2 separate regions of the Sus scrofa genome follow, and region 2 is linked to region 1. The links are chromatin contacts, called in public HiChIP or PLAC-seq maps. All regions are on one chromosome and are shown on one strand. Each heading gives the region's core, a stretch centred on a gene start, on an enhancer-like site or on the middle of the called end of the contact. The rest is flanking DNA. Distances are from core to core; before and after follow the strand shown. Region 1 holds the start of ADAM8 (disintegrin and metalloproteinase domain-containing protein 8). Region 2 holds the start of MTG1 (mitochondrial ribosome-associated GTPase 1).

Evidence for each region. HiChIP or PLAC-seq counts read pairs in DNA pulled down with a chosen protein or histone mark.
Region 2: an H3K27ac HiChIP or PLAC-seq map of alveolar macrophages shows a contact between it and region 1. The contact joins the promoter of MTG1 here to the promoter of ADAM8 in region 1. A contact is called at or near these places in 1 of 5 promoter capture datasets (fetal liver) and 1 of 2 datasets of contacts at active chromatin or transcription factors (alveolar macrophages).

What each region holds. Positions count from the first base shown.
Region 1 is chr14:141,231,332-141,237,685 of Sscrofa11.1, reverse strand. ADAM8 (disintegrin and metalloproteinase domain-containing protein 8) reads left to right here and starts at 3,958. Exons shown (of 24, transcript XM_021073932.1): 1 at 3,958-5,610. The coding sequence starts at 5,565. It overlaps TUBGCP2 (gamma-tubulin complex component 2), which reads left to right. Exons shown (of 18, transcript XR_002338877.1): 12 at 203-375; 13 at 522-650; 14 at 852-972; 15 at 1,364-1,507; 16 at 1,657-1,785; 17 at 2,369-2,569; 18 at 3,600-3,832.
Region 2 is chr14:141,368,261-141,374,614 of Sscrofa11.1, reverse strand. It overlaps MTG1 (mitochondrial ribosome-associated GTPase 1), which reads right to left and starts at 2,371. Exons shown (of 11, transcript XM_003483583.4): 1 at 2,180-2,371; 2 at 1,092-1,156. The coding sequence starts at 2,291. PAOX (peroxisomal N(1)-acetyl-spermine/spermidine oxidase) reads right to left here. Exons shown (of 7, transcript XR_002338879.1): 7 at 4,973-5,315.

The DNA of each region.
Region 1 (6,354 bases), core at 2,709-5,208:
TTAATGTCGTTTCCTTTGCTGTGCAAAAGGGAGGCGGTTTAGTTTGTACACCGGCATTTATCTGGGGGTATCTGCCTTTTGGAGCCCGCCTCCGTGGTCTGGAATCGGGACCCGGAGGAACTTCCTCGCGGAGTTCCTGGAGTCGCTCTTCCAGTCACAGCGTGGGGGCTGCCCTGATGCGCTTTCATTTCTCTTGCCCCAGATCGACTTGATGCCCCATGACCTCATCACCCAGCTTCTGCGGGTCCTGGCCATCGAGACCCAGCAAGAGAAGGCCATGGTGCATGCTGACCCCACCGAGCTCACGCTCAGCGGCCTGGAGGCCTTCTCCTTCGACTACGTGGTCACGTGGCCCCTGTCTCTGATCATTAACAGGTGACCGTCCTGCGCTCACCCCATCACACCCCTGGGGTTGCTGGCCGCCCTGCGGCGCTCTGTCCCCTGAGCCCCCCCTGCAGCATCTGGTGGCGGCAGCAACCCCTGGGCCTCGGTGGAAACCTGCCGCCTGTTCCTTCTGCCAGGAAAGCCCTGACCCGCTACCAGATGCTCTTCAGACACATGTTCTACTGCAAGCACGTGGAGCGGCAGCTCTGCAGCGTCTGGATCAGCAACAAGGCCGCCAAGCGGTTCTCCCTGCACTCGGCCAAGTGGTGCGTTCCCCTGCGCTCCCTCCTGCAGAGCAGGGCGTCCCTCTCACACCCCGATTTCGTTCGCCGCTCGACCCCGTGAGCTTCGTGCTGCCCGGGCTGCGGGGTGGCCGGCGGGGGGACCAGCAGGAGCAGCGCCACGGGGACCGGGGGCCCTCGGGCAGGGTCCGCGGCTGTGCGCGTCTGAGGCCGCCGCCCGCGCAGGTTCGCTGGTGCCTTCACCTTGCGGCAGCGCATGCTCAACTTCGTCCAGAACATCCAGTCCTACATGATGTTCGAAGTGATGGAGCCGACCTGGCACGTCCTGGAGCAGAACCTGAGATCCGTGAGTGTGGGCCAGCGCGTTACAACACCTGGCGGGGTCCGCAGGGGGCCGCGGTAGGAGAAGAGGGCAGCGCGCAGGACCGGTGGGGGGGGCTGGGGGCAGCCGCCCGGGTCAGGCCACTGGGAGAGCGAGCGGTTCCCTCGGAGCCTCGGCCCCAGGCTGGTGCCCTGTCCAGCCCTTCCCGGGCCCCAGATCCAGGAGCAGAAGGTGCCAGAGCTGGGTCTCCCCGTGTTCCCTGTCTGCACCCCCAAGCCTTGGACTTGGGAGGCACATTTGCTGCGTCCTCTCAGGGGTATTGGAAGTCGCCCCTCAAAAGAACACGGGCCCCCTTAAAGAAGGAAGCAGAGCCGAGCGCCCTGAGCGTCAGCCACGCGTCGCTTCCTCCCGCCAGGCCTCCAACATCGACGACGTGCTGGGGCACCACGCGAGCTTCCTGGACAACTGCCTCAAGGACTGCATGCTCACCAACCCCGAGCTGCTGCGCGTCTTCTCCAAGCTCATGTCCGTGTGCGTCATGTTCACCAACTGCCTGCAGGTGCGCCGGCCCCAGCCCCGGGGACATGTGCCCCGACCGCCGCCTGGCCCCAGCCCCGGCCTCAGGGGACCCGTGCCCCGACTGCCGCCCGGCCCCGGGACACGCGGAGCAGGTCAGCCTGGCTGACGCGTGTGTCCCCCTGACCCCAGAGATTCACGCAGAGCATGAAGCTGGACAGCGAGCTGGGCCACCCGGCTCTGGAGCCTGGCGCGATGCTGGGGCCGCCCACGGAGGCCGAGCGGGCTGAGGAGCGGGCCCGGAAGGAGCTCGCCCGGAAGGTGGGTGGCCCGGCGGGGTCCCAGGGACCTCCTTCCTCCCACTCGGGTTTGACGCGGCGTAAGGACTGCAACCTCGCTGCCGCCCCGCCGCCACCCTCCCACTCCTCTTCCCCCGATGAGAGAAAAGGCCGTCGTAGGTGGCGTGCCCGACGCAGGCACAGAGCGCCTCGCTTTCCACGGTGCAGAGCCCAGCCTGCCGCGCTCCGGGCGAGGCCACTTCCCCAGGGGTGTCGGGGTGAGGTGGTGGGGCTGGGCTGAGGGCGCACCGCAGAGGCTGGGGCTGTGGGTCCCGCAGTGGCTGTGGCAGAGGTCTGTCTTGAACCGGAAGGGGCAGGCGGCTCAGCAGCTGCATCCCGGGGGGCGGGCGGACAGCCCAGGGTGCGCCCCCACCCAGAGAAAACAGGGTCAGCTTCAATCCCTGGGCTGCACGATCCGGGGCCCGCTTCTTCCGGGCGCCCAGTGGCAGGGGAGGCAGGCCAGCTACCGCAGCATGTCCTGCGTCTCAGGAATTTTCACACTGGCCTGTCTTTTTACCTCTTATCACTGAAAACTTCCCAAGACACTTTCTTCTATTAAAAAAAAGAGAAAGGCTGAGCCGCCGGAGGTGGCGTGTCTTGCAGTGCCTGGCCGAGCACGTGGACGCTCCGCAGCTGGCCTCCAGCTTTGAGGCCACCATCACCAAGTTCGATAAGAACTTCTCAGCGCACCTGCTCGACCTCCTGGCCCGGCTGAGCATCTACAGCACCAGCGACTGCGAGCACGGCATGGCCAGCGTCATCTCCAGGTGGGCGCCACGGCCCTCGCGTCCACGCCGCTCGCCATGCACCCTCCGTCACCCAGGGCAGGTGTGACTGGGGCCACATCGGCTCGGCTGAGGCCGCTGTCCTTGGCCTCCTTCCTCTGCTGCCACCACTGCTGGTCACTTGCTGGGGGGACAGCACGTGTACACGTGTGTGTGTTCACGTGTGTGCATTCCCAGATGGGTGTGCTCACACACGTGTGTGTGTTCACCAGTGGGCACCGGGTTGCCCCATCAGTCCCCCAGTTTGTCAGTGCCCCCAGGGCCCTGGTCAACTGCACTCAGCGCTGTGCGCCTGAGCCAGGACCCAGGGCACTAGAAGGGCCCTTTGGCCCTGTTTGCAGGTGAGCAATGAGGTGCTGTCCTGGGGGGAGCGGGGGGACAGGAAGTCGCTGGGAGCAGTTGGGGGGGGGTCCGGTCAGCTCATCCGGTCTGCCTTGCTGGGTGCATGGGGCTGGCTGTGCCTCAGACCAGCACCTCGAGCTGCCGTGACTGTCTGGGGTGCACTTCAGCAACCCTGGGAACGGCCAGCATACAGGTCTGATGCGAGCAGGAGTCCGTAGGGTCTGTGTGGAGAGGACGGGGGTGTGGTGGCTACAGACTGGCCAGCAGGGTTTGTGGGTCCCTGCCCCTCAGGGGGTCGTGGTGGTCTTCTCACTTGAGGGGGGCGCCTGGTGGGGAGGGGCAGCCTGGTGGGCCGCCTGAGACTTAGCCAAGCCTCGGGACCACTCTGTGTTGCCCACAGGCGTCTCTGGGTCCTGGGCCAGGGTTGCAGAGCCCCGCCATCCGGCCTGGAGGCGTCCGTCTCAGCTTAGCGTCCTCCTGTGGCCCAGCTCCCATGCCAGCAACGCTGGGGCAGGCGGAACCCAGGGCCCACGGGTGCTGGCCACCTGAGCACCCCGGCGCCTGGGGCAGAGCCGGCCCTTCGCTGTGGGCCGGAAAGGGGGTTGCCAGCACAGCCCCCAGGGGAGCCCCCGCCCCCATATCTGCAAGGACCCCACTTGCTTCCCCACAGGCTTGACTTTAACGGCTTCTACACCGAGCGGCTAGAGCGCTTGTCCGCAGAGAGGAGCCAGAAGGCAGCCCCCCCAGTGCCCGGGCCTCGGGGGCCCCCAGCTCTAGTGCCCAGGGTCGCCGTCACCGCACAGTGAAGCTGCAGGTGGATGAGTTCAGAGGTCTTTCATCAGGAGTTCCTGGAACTCGTGTGCGTGTGTTCTTGTTTAAGCATAAAGTCTAGAAGCATCTGCACTCATCTCCTGTCGTTTCTCAGGGTTCACACACTCAGACCAGACACTTCTGAGTTGAGCAGAGTCACTTTAAAGAATTTTTTTGGCCTCGAGTAAGACACAGTCAAAACACACAGCATCTGAACAACGTGAGCACGGTCTCCGTGGTGCCGCGGGGGCACCGTCGCAGCCTGGTGCCCACCCCTGTCCCTGTGACTGGGGCAGGGCTCCCTGAGGTCAGCAGGAAGCCCTCAAACTGTGGGCCTGGGTTTGGTCTGGGCAGCAGGGGGCAGCAGAGCCCCTGGTCCTGTAGCTGGAGTGGCCTGGCATGTGAGTCACCTCTGAGGATGGATGAGCTGCCTGGGCCAAGGGCTGTGTCCTGTGGGGCCGAGCCTTGTCCAGCCCTCCTGGGGGCGACCTGCCGTGAATACCTTGGTGCTGCTGTGGGCCCTTCCCAGCCAAGCTGCCTCTTTCCGCTGAATTCCACGTGTGCCATTTTCAAGATTGAGTTCTGACCATCCGCTCCAGGAGGCCCCTGGGCAGATGAGGGTTGATGAGGGTGCCCAAGGACAGGGGTGCCCTGTGGAGGGGATGCCCGGAGCTGAGGGGTGGCTGCAAGCCACAAACTGCTTCCTCTCCTCAGCTGCCGTGTGTGCAGGCATGACTTGTGAGTAAGCAGGCTTATCTGCTGACCGAATTGCTGCAGTCCCAGCTTGTGCAACTCGGGAGCTGAGCACAGATGCCCATCTGACCCCAAGTCCCAAAGCCCCGGGCCCCTGTCCTAGGCTTGGGCAGCGGGGTTTTCTGAGGCACCTCCAGGTTGCACGCGGTGACGGTGGGAGGGAGCGGACTGTGGGCATGGGGTGGAGGGTGGGGGTCCTGGCCACCAGTGTGGCGTCCTTGGTGAGCCGAGTGTCCTGGTCTGGGCAGCTCACCGTGGGTGTTTTTGCCCAAATAGGGGCTTGCTGCTTCGGCACTTCTGCTTTCAGGTGGCATATGTGGCACCAGAGAAGAGAAGTGCAGTTGCCAGGAGGGTTTGCGTGGTTTCGTAACACGCAGTTGGGTGTGAGCTCAGGGACAGGAGCTGCCTGCGCCGTCACTGTGGCCTTGGGGCTTGTCACCTGCGCCCGAGATGCCCCAAAGTGTGTGTGGCCCTTCCCGCCTTGTCTTGCTTTTCTGCCATTCACTTTGGGGGAGATGGTGGGCCGTTGCCTGCCTGGTCTGGAGCCCTGTGGGCCCCACGCCCTTTCACCTGCAGCCTGGACATGGCCCAGGGAGCACATCCAGCAGCGAGGCTTGGGCCCCACCAGCCAGTCCAGCTGCAGGAGGCCTGAATCCCAGGTACCAGGCCAGAGTGGCCCGGGTCAGCGTGTCCACCTACCCCTGCGTTAATTCGGTCCGTGCTTATCAAGTTTTGCTGGACCCTGGATAAGGGACAACACTATCCAAGAGCCGCGGGGGACCAGAAATACACCTGGGAGGCGGGGCGGGGCTGGCCCCCAGGTGCCCAGGCCCCGCCCCTCCCAGCGTCCCTGGAGCCGATTGGCGGCGGGCGGGGGGCTGGCCGCCAGGGCGGGGCGCGCGGGAGTGAGTCCCTGAGCCAGTACTGCGCCGCTGGGCGCGGAACTTCCTCCTCGCGCTCACCGTGAACGACCCCAGACCTCCAGATCCCTGGCCTGGACCCTGGAACCTCGGGCCCTGAGCCTGCCAGGCCCCGACCCTCAGGCCACCTCCTCCCTCGTCCACCCCGTGCCATGCGCGGCCTCGAGCTCCCGCTGCTGGCTTCGCTGTGGCTGCAGGGTGAGTGCTGGGTGTCGGGGTCTGGCTCCTCTGGTCCCCTGGCCCCCTGCGCCCCGCACAGGGCTCTGGGCTGGTCTCTTGGAGTCATTGGAGGCAGAGGTGGCCAGTGGCCACTCAGGGGTGAGGCCCTGGAGACAGAAACTTCAAAAGAGAACTGTGGGGGGAAATGGCCACCTGGGCGTTTCCTGGGCGGGGGGGGGGTGCAGGGACAGAGCAGGGGGGACCAGTTGCTTGGGCTCCATCCCAAGGCCTTGGAGCAGCCCCCGCCTCCACCTGCACCAGGACCCCAGCCTGGCAGGGAAGGGGCACGGGGAGCAGTGGCCTGGTGCTGAGGTGTAGGGGCACCCCAGGGGTTGTCTTGCCACATATGGACCTGCCTCTCCCTTGGGGGGACTGACGATGCGGCTGGCCCTGGGTCCTGAGGTCCTCCTGGGGCTCTGGGGAGAGGGTGCTTTCTGCGCAGGGGCCCTGGGCTGGCCCACCCTCCGGCTCTGACTCCTGGAGGGCTGCCGGACAGTGGTGTTGGAAACACACCACTGACACCTTGAAAGGGAGAAAATAATCATCACCCTTGGTCCTCGACTCTGGCCCTGCTGCTGGTGATGGATACGGGCAGCTCCTAGATCTGGGCTGGGGTGAACCCTACAGGCAGATGCACTTGTGTGAGCGGCTGAGATGAGAGTCTCAGCTCGGAGTGCTGGGCGGGCAGCCCCGCGAGTCCTCGGTTCTGGAGAGGGGGAGGGG
Region 2 (6,354 bases), core at 1,122-3,621, 140 kb before region 1:
GGAGAACCCTGCTGCTGGCCTGGGTCGGAAGGCTTGGCCTGCCAGGCGGAAGTCTGAGACAAACGATGCTACCTGTGTGTCACTGGGCAGCTTCCGATGGACTGGCCTGGAAAGGGGCGCCGATATTGGTATTTACAAAATCCTCCTGGGGAATTCTCGTGTGTAACTGAGAACTGAGAACCGTGGCTTCCGAGGCCAATAACCATGACAGGTGACACTGCAGGTCACCTGCAGTACTGATGGGACCAGAGCAAAGGACCCGCAGAGACTGATGGCAACAAGGCAATGATGCTTCCTACTGTGTCTCCAGCGCTGCCTGACTCAGGAGGGTCTCCCCACCACAGTTCTGCACCCAATTTCGGTGTGGTTGGGGGGTTCCCCCCACCACCAGGTGGCTGTCCCACTCTTAAACCCAATTCTGACCACCTACCTGGAGATGCCATTTCCTCCCACGGGTTAAGGGCTCAGGGCTGCCACCATCCCCCACTTTGGACACCAGTTACAAGTCCAGGTTGTCACCTGTCACTTCTGACCAAATGACTAGATCAGGGGTTCCCACAACCCCTTCCTTGGTTTCTAGCCAAATTAGTTTGCTAGAAGGGCTCAAGAATTAAAAGACGTACCTTACTAGATTAGACTTATTATAATAGGACCTAACTCAGGAACAGTCAGATGGAAGGGGTGGGGACATGGGGAGGGCACTCAGAGACTCCAAGCTGTCCACGTGTCACTCTCCCTGCATCTCCACCCAGGCGCCAACCTGCATCCAGGACCTGACTCGTCAGGGGTTTACGGCAGCTTCATCTTGTAGGCCCGACAGAAGGAATCACTGGCCTTTGGTGAGTGAACTCGATCAGCAGCCCCTCTCCCTGCCCTGAGGTCAGGGGGTGAGAATCGAAGTTCTAACCCTCCCACCTCAGGCTGGCTCCCCCCGCAACCAGCTCCCCCTCTAGGATGACCTAGGATCTTCTCAAAATCACCTCATTAACATAAGAAAAGACACTCTATGCTCCTCACTTGGGAAATCCTTGAGTTTTAAGAGCTCTGGGCCAGAACAGGACAAAGGCAATGTCACAACCACCAAAGGATATCCGGGCGTCGTGGACCTCGAGGATACAGTCCACCAGCTTTAGGCTGCTCTGCATCTTCCTCAGCCCTGGGAAAGAGAAAGAGGACGCTTAAGGGAGGCATGGCCTTTTAACACCAGTAGAGGAATTAAGTCGAACTGTCAACAATGACACATCAGGAATTCCCGTCATGGCTCAGTGGTTAAAGAACACAACTAGTATCCATGAGGACGTGGGCTCGATCCCTGGCCTCGATCAGTGGGTTAAGGATCCAGCGTTGCCCTAAGCTGTGGCCTAGGCCAGCAGCTACAGCTCCAATTCGACCCCTAGCCTGGGAACCTCATATGCCACAGCTGCGGCTCTAAAAAGACAAAAAAAAAAAAAAAAAAAAAAAAAGAATGACACGCCATCATAAACGACCTAAAAAGAATACATCTCGGTGCAGTGCTCTAAGAAACAATAACTTATAACTATTTGCTGAGCACCTCCTTCAAATTCAACCCTAGGGGCTCGGGGGCAGGGGGAGAGCTGCTCAGGTCCGGACCTGAGGGGCAGCTGCACATCACAGGGTGGGGCCAGAGCCTGTCCGCCTCCACCGCTTCCACAAGTGGGCGACGCTGGGTGCAGTATTTAAGCTCTGCGCGGAGCGCTCAGCACCGAGCCCTGCAGAGCAGGCGCGCCGGGAATCACGCACAACGCACACACTAAACCGCAGAAGGAGCGGGCAATCCGACACGGTGAGACCGGCTGGACCCCTGCCAAACGTCTTCCTGGGGCCAAATTCTGACAAATGAACGGAAAGGTATTCCCAGAGGGATTTAGGTAGAGGACAACAACGACTCGACCTAAGTCTCAAAGGTGTTGGGTGATTAAAAAGCTGACTACAACTTCGAAAGTGCCTTCGCACCCCTACTTCATTTAGTTCTCAAAATGTTCAGGAAATTACATCTTTAAGCGCATACTTGGGAACCGAAGCTTCGGGAACCGAGCGGCAGAAGGGCCTTGCCGGGCACCAGGCACCAGGTCCCCGCAACCCCCGCCCGCCCCGCTCCAGGGAGATCCACGAAGAGCCGGGTAGACGGTGCGGCCCGCAGCGGCCCGCCAGACCTTACCCTTGGCCATGTGGCCTGGGAACCAGCGCGCCACGTCGCGACCGCCCACGGGAAAGCTCTCCCGAAAGGCGGCCCGGCCGGCGGCGCACAGCGCGCGCGGGGTCAACTGCATGGCGCCGCGGACCGCTCCCGGCGACGGACTCCTCCGGCCGGCCCGAGACCCGGCACAAGCGTTCCGGGCTCCAAGCTTCCGGGGGCGGCCCGCGCGTGCGCACAGCGCTGCCGCCGGCGGAGGGCGGAGCTCGGGGGCGGGCTCCGAGCCAGGCGTGGGCTTGTGGGATGCCGGGAGGTTTTAGGGGTCTTGAGCTCAATAACATTCCTTAAATTAAAACTTCCTCGGTCGGGGAGTTCTGTTGTGGCCAGCGGAAACGAATCCAACTAGTGTCCACGAGGATGCGGGTTCTATCCGTGGCCTCGCTCAATGGGTGGGGGATCCGGTGTTGCCTTGAGCTGTGCTGTAGGTCGAAGTTGCGGCTCGGTCCCTCGTTGCTGTGGCTGTGGCGGTGGCATAGGCTGGCAGCTACAGCTCCGATTGGCTGCCTAGCCTGGGAACTTCCATAGGCTGCAGGTGCAGCCCTAAAGAGCAAAACAAACAAAAAAAAAACGCTCCTAGTTCTTCCTTAAGCCTATGCTAAGTAACAAAATTTAGCAGTCTGCTGTCAATGTTTGGTTCCTTTTACAAACTTGGTTAAAATTTTTCAGATTTTTAAACTTATAAAGGAGTATTCTCTTTCCTTTTCAAGTACTTTGGGCTTTAATGTTACAAACCTTTCGTAAATGCCAACTGCAGTTCTGCTAAATTAGGCCTGTGAATGCTCAATGCCTGTTATTCTCTTCCCTGTTCCAATGCTCCATATCAATGTGGTTGGCTTTTAACTTTCAGTTGGAAGTCTGAGCAGTTACTTGACTGCATTTTGTTACAAGAATACCACACGAATGGAATCTCTAAAACCACCACCCAAAATTCCAAAGATGCTCAGATTATCAGCACGAGGATGTTATTACGGTCATTTTGAAGTCCCTAAACCTTCTCGTACTCAGGGCTAACCTGTCCTGGGGTGGAGACCATCCCTCTGACCTAGAGAGCACCTGACTCAGGAACCCTTGGATGCCAACAACACAGACTCTGTGCCGAGAGAAGCTACCCTCGTTCATGGTCCTAGGACCAAAGAACTGAAAAAAACCCTGCTGGAGTTCCCGCTGTGGCTCAGAGGAAATTAATCTGACTGGGATGCGGTTTCAATCCCTGGCCTCATTCAGTGGTCAGGGATCCAGTGCTGCCATGAGCTGTGGTGTAGGTCACAGATGCAGCTTGGATCCCACATTGCTGTGGCTGTGGCGTAGGCTGGCAGCTGTAGCTCCAATTTGACTCCTAGCTTGGGAACTTCCATATGCCTTGGGTGTGGCCCTAAAAAGAAAAAAGAAATAGAAATTTTAAAAAACCCTGCTGAGGGAGCTCCCGTCGTGGCGCAGTGGTTAACAAATCCGACTAGGAACCATAAGGTTGCGGGTTCGGTCCCTGCCCTTGCTCAGTGGGTTAACGATCCGGCGTTGCCATGAGCTGTGGTGTAGGTTGCAGACTGGCGGCTCGGATCCCATGTTGCTGTGGCTCTGGCATAGGCCAGTGGCTACAGCTCCGATTCAACCCCTAGCCTGGGAACCTTCATATGCCACAGGAGTGGCCCAAAGAAATAGCAAAAAGACAAAAAAAAAAAGAAAGAAAAAAAAAAAACCTCTGCTGAATTCTGGATTCCTCTCACAACTGTCTGACCGGTAGGTGCCTCAAACAAGATAACTCCAGGGACACAAAGCAGCAGACACACGACTTCTGAGGTCAGAGGGCATTTTGACCTAAGACGAGTTGATAAGGTGCCAGGCTGGAGCACTGCTATGGTCCAGTAGGCACCACGGCCAAGAATCTGGCCTCCTGAAGCTGGAGAGGAGCCCAGAGGCCTTTCTCCAGGCACACATATGCTCCTCAGTCAGCAGGACACAGACTGCAGCTTGAGGTCTGAGGAGGGACAGGAGCCACTGACCTCAAGGTGGGTACCAGGCCAGTGAGCCCCATGCCTGCCATGTGCAGTTTCAAGTCTCTGCGGCTCCTGCACCTCCCGCCAACTGTACTGCCTCCCTGAGGTCCTAGAAAGAGGCCCAAGCTCTGCCCTGGCATTGCCTGCCTCACCTCGAGGCCTCTGTCCTCTCCTCAGCTGAGATGAGAGCCATGCAACCCATCCCCTGGGACGCTTTGAGGACACAGTGAGGCAAGATGGGGGCAGCATCCGGGCCCCCCACACCCCCCACTGCCCAGCACACCCCATCATGCTTACGGGGCAGCATCCAGGCCCCCCCACACCCCCACACCCCCAGTGCACCCCATCATGCTTACGGGGCAGCATCCAGGCCCCCACACCCCCACACCCCCAGCGCACCCCATCATGCTTACCCCAACACCGCCCAGGGCACCCTGCTCCTCTGCACCCTCAGGCCTCACTGTTCACTTCCTCCTTCTGCCCTCAATTTAGAACAGGGTACCCCCCACCCCGAGGGGCAGCCAGTGCCTGATGGAAGTGTCTATGGATGAACAAAGGGCGGTCTGTGGGCTGCATCACCACCCGCCCTGAGGACTCAGAGCCCCGGGCATCGCCCCCAGGGTAAGGGGCAAGCACAGGGTGGTGGTGGGGGGGGCAGGTCATGCTGGGGGCACAGGGCCCTGCAGTGACCGGGGCCTGGGGCGGAACGAGGACAGAGCGAGCCTGCCGCAGCTCCAAGGCACAAGGATGACTGGACACGGGGTGCGTTTCCACACTTTATGCTCCGCCAGGCCCATCAGTGGCATCCGGTGTCTCCAGGAAGACTTCGCGATCAGCCCTGGCTGTACTGCAGCGACCTGACCCCTGTGACACTGACACCCCAAATTCCAACCCAGCTGAACCTGTCCGTCAGAGGAAAGGGTGGTGCCAGCCTCCCCGGGACCAGGGGGGCAGAGCCAGGCTCAAAGCCTGGGCCCGGGCCGCTGTGCCTGCAGGTCCCACAGACTGATGAGCCGGTCGGCCTCCCTCCAGCCGGACAGCAGAGCCCCGTGCGTGGTGGAGTAAAATGTCCGGTGTGTGGCTTCCCCCGCAAACAGCACCTGGAGCTGCAAAGAAGGGTGGGCTCAGGGCGGGTGCCAGCGCACGGCCACAACGTCACGCCCCTCCCACCCAGCTGCAGAGCCGGCTTTGGTCCTCCTGCACCCTGCATCCTGATGTGACAAGGAGACAAGGGCAGCACCACAGCGGCTGCCCCAGAAAAGAGCAACAGCAGTGAAGACCCCTCAGACAGCAGGCACGGCTGGACTCCAGCATGACCATGAAACGGAAAACTCATCAGACTGTTCGGGAGACAACACTGAGAACACTGCCCAAAACACAGAGCAGAAAATGAAGAGAAGGCGTTCCCACTGTGGCATGGCGGGTTAAGAACCCAATATAATGTCCACGAGCCTGTGGGTTCGATCCCTGGCCTTGCTCAGGGGATTAAGGATCCAGCATGGCCATGAGCTGCAGCATAGAGCACAGATGCAGCTCAGATCTGGTGTTGCCATGGCTGTGGTGTAGGTTGCAGAAACAGCTTGGATCCTGCATTGCCTGGCTGTGGGATAGGCCTGCGGCTGCAGTTCTAATTGGACCCCTGGCCTGGGAACTTCCATATACTGCACATGCAGCCCTAAAAAGAAAAAGAAAAAAGAAAAAAAAAAACCACAAAAACCCCCCACTACATTGCTATCATTAATAAAATCACTGCAAAAGAAAACCAAAGGAAATTAGGAGGGAAAAGAGAAAATTCAAGGGCCAGCTCAGAAGTCCACCATCCAAACGACAGAAATCCAGAAAAAGAGGAAATTAAAATAGAAAACTGATGAGGAGTTCCCACTGTGGCGGAGTGGGTAAATGGTCCGGCTTCTTGCTGTGGAGATGCTACGTCAATCCCCGGGCCCAGCGCAGTGGATTAAGGATCCAGCACTGCTGCAGCCGTGAGGTAGGTCAAAGCTCCAGCTTGGATTCGATCCCTGGCCCAGGAAGTTCCATATGCCACAGAGATGGCCAAAAAAGGAAAGAAACAAAAACAAAACAAAAATGATAATTCAAGAAAATCCTTTGGCTGTGGCATAGGCGGCGGCCACGGCTCCAGTTCTC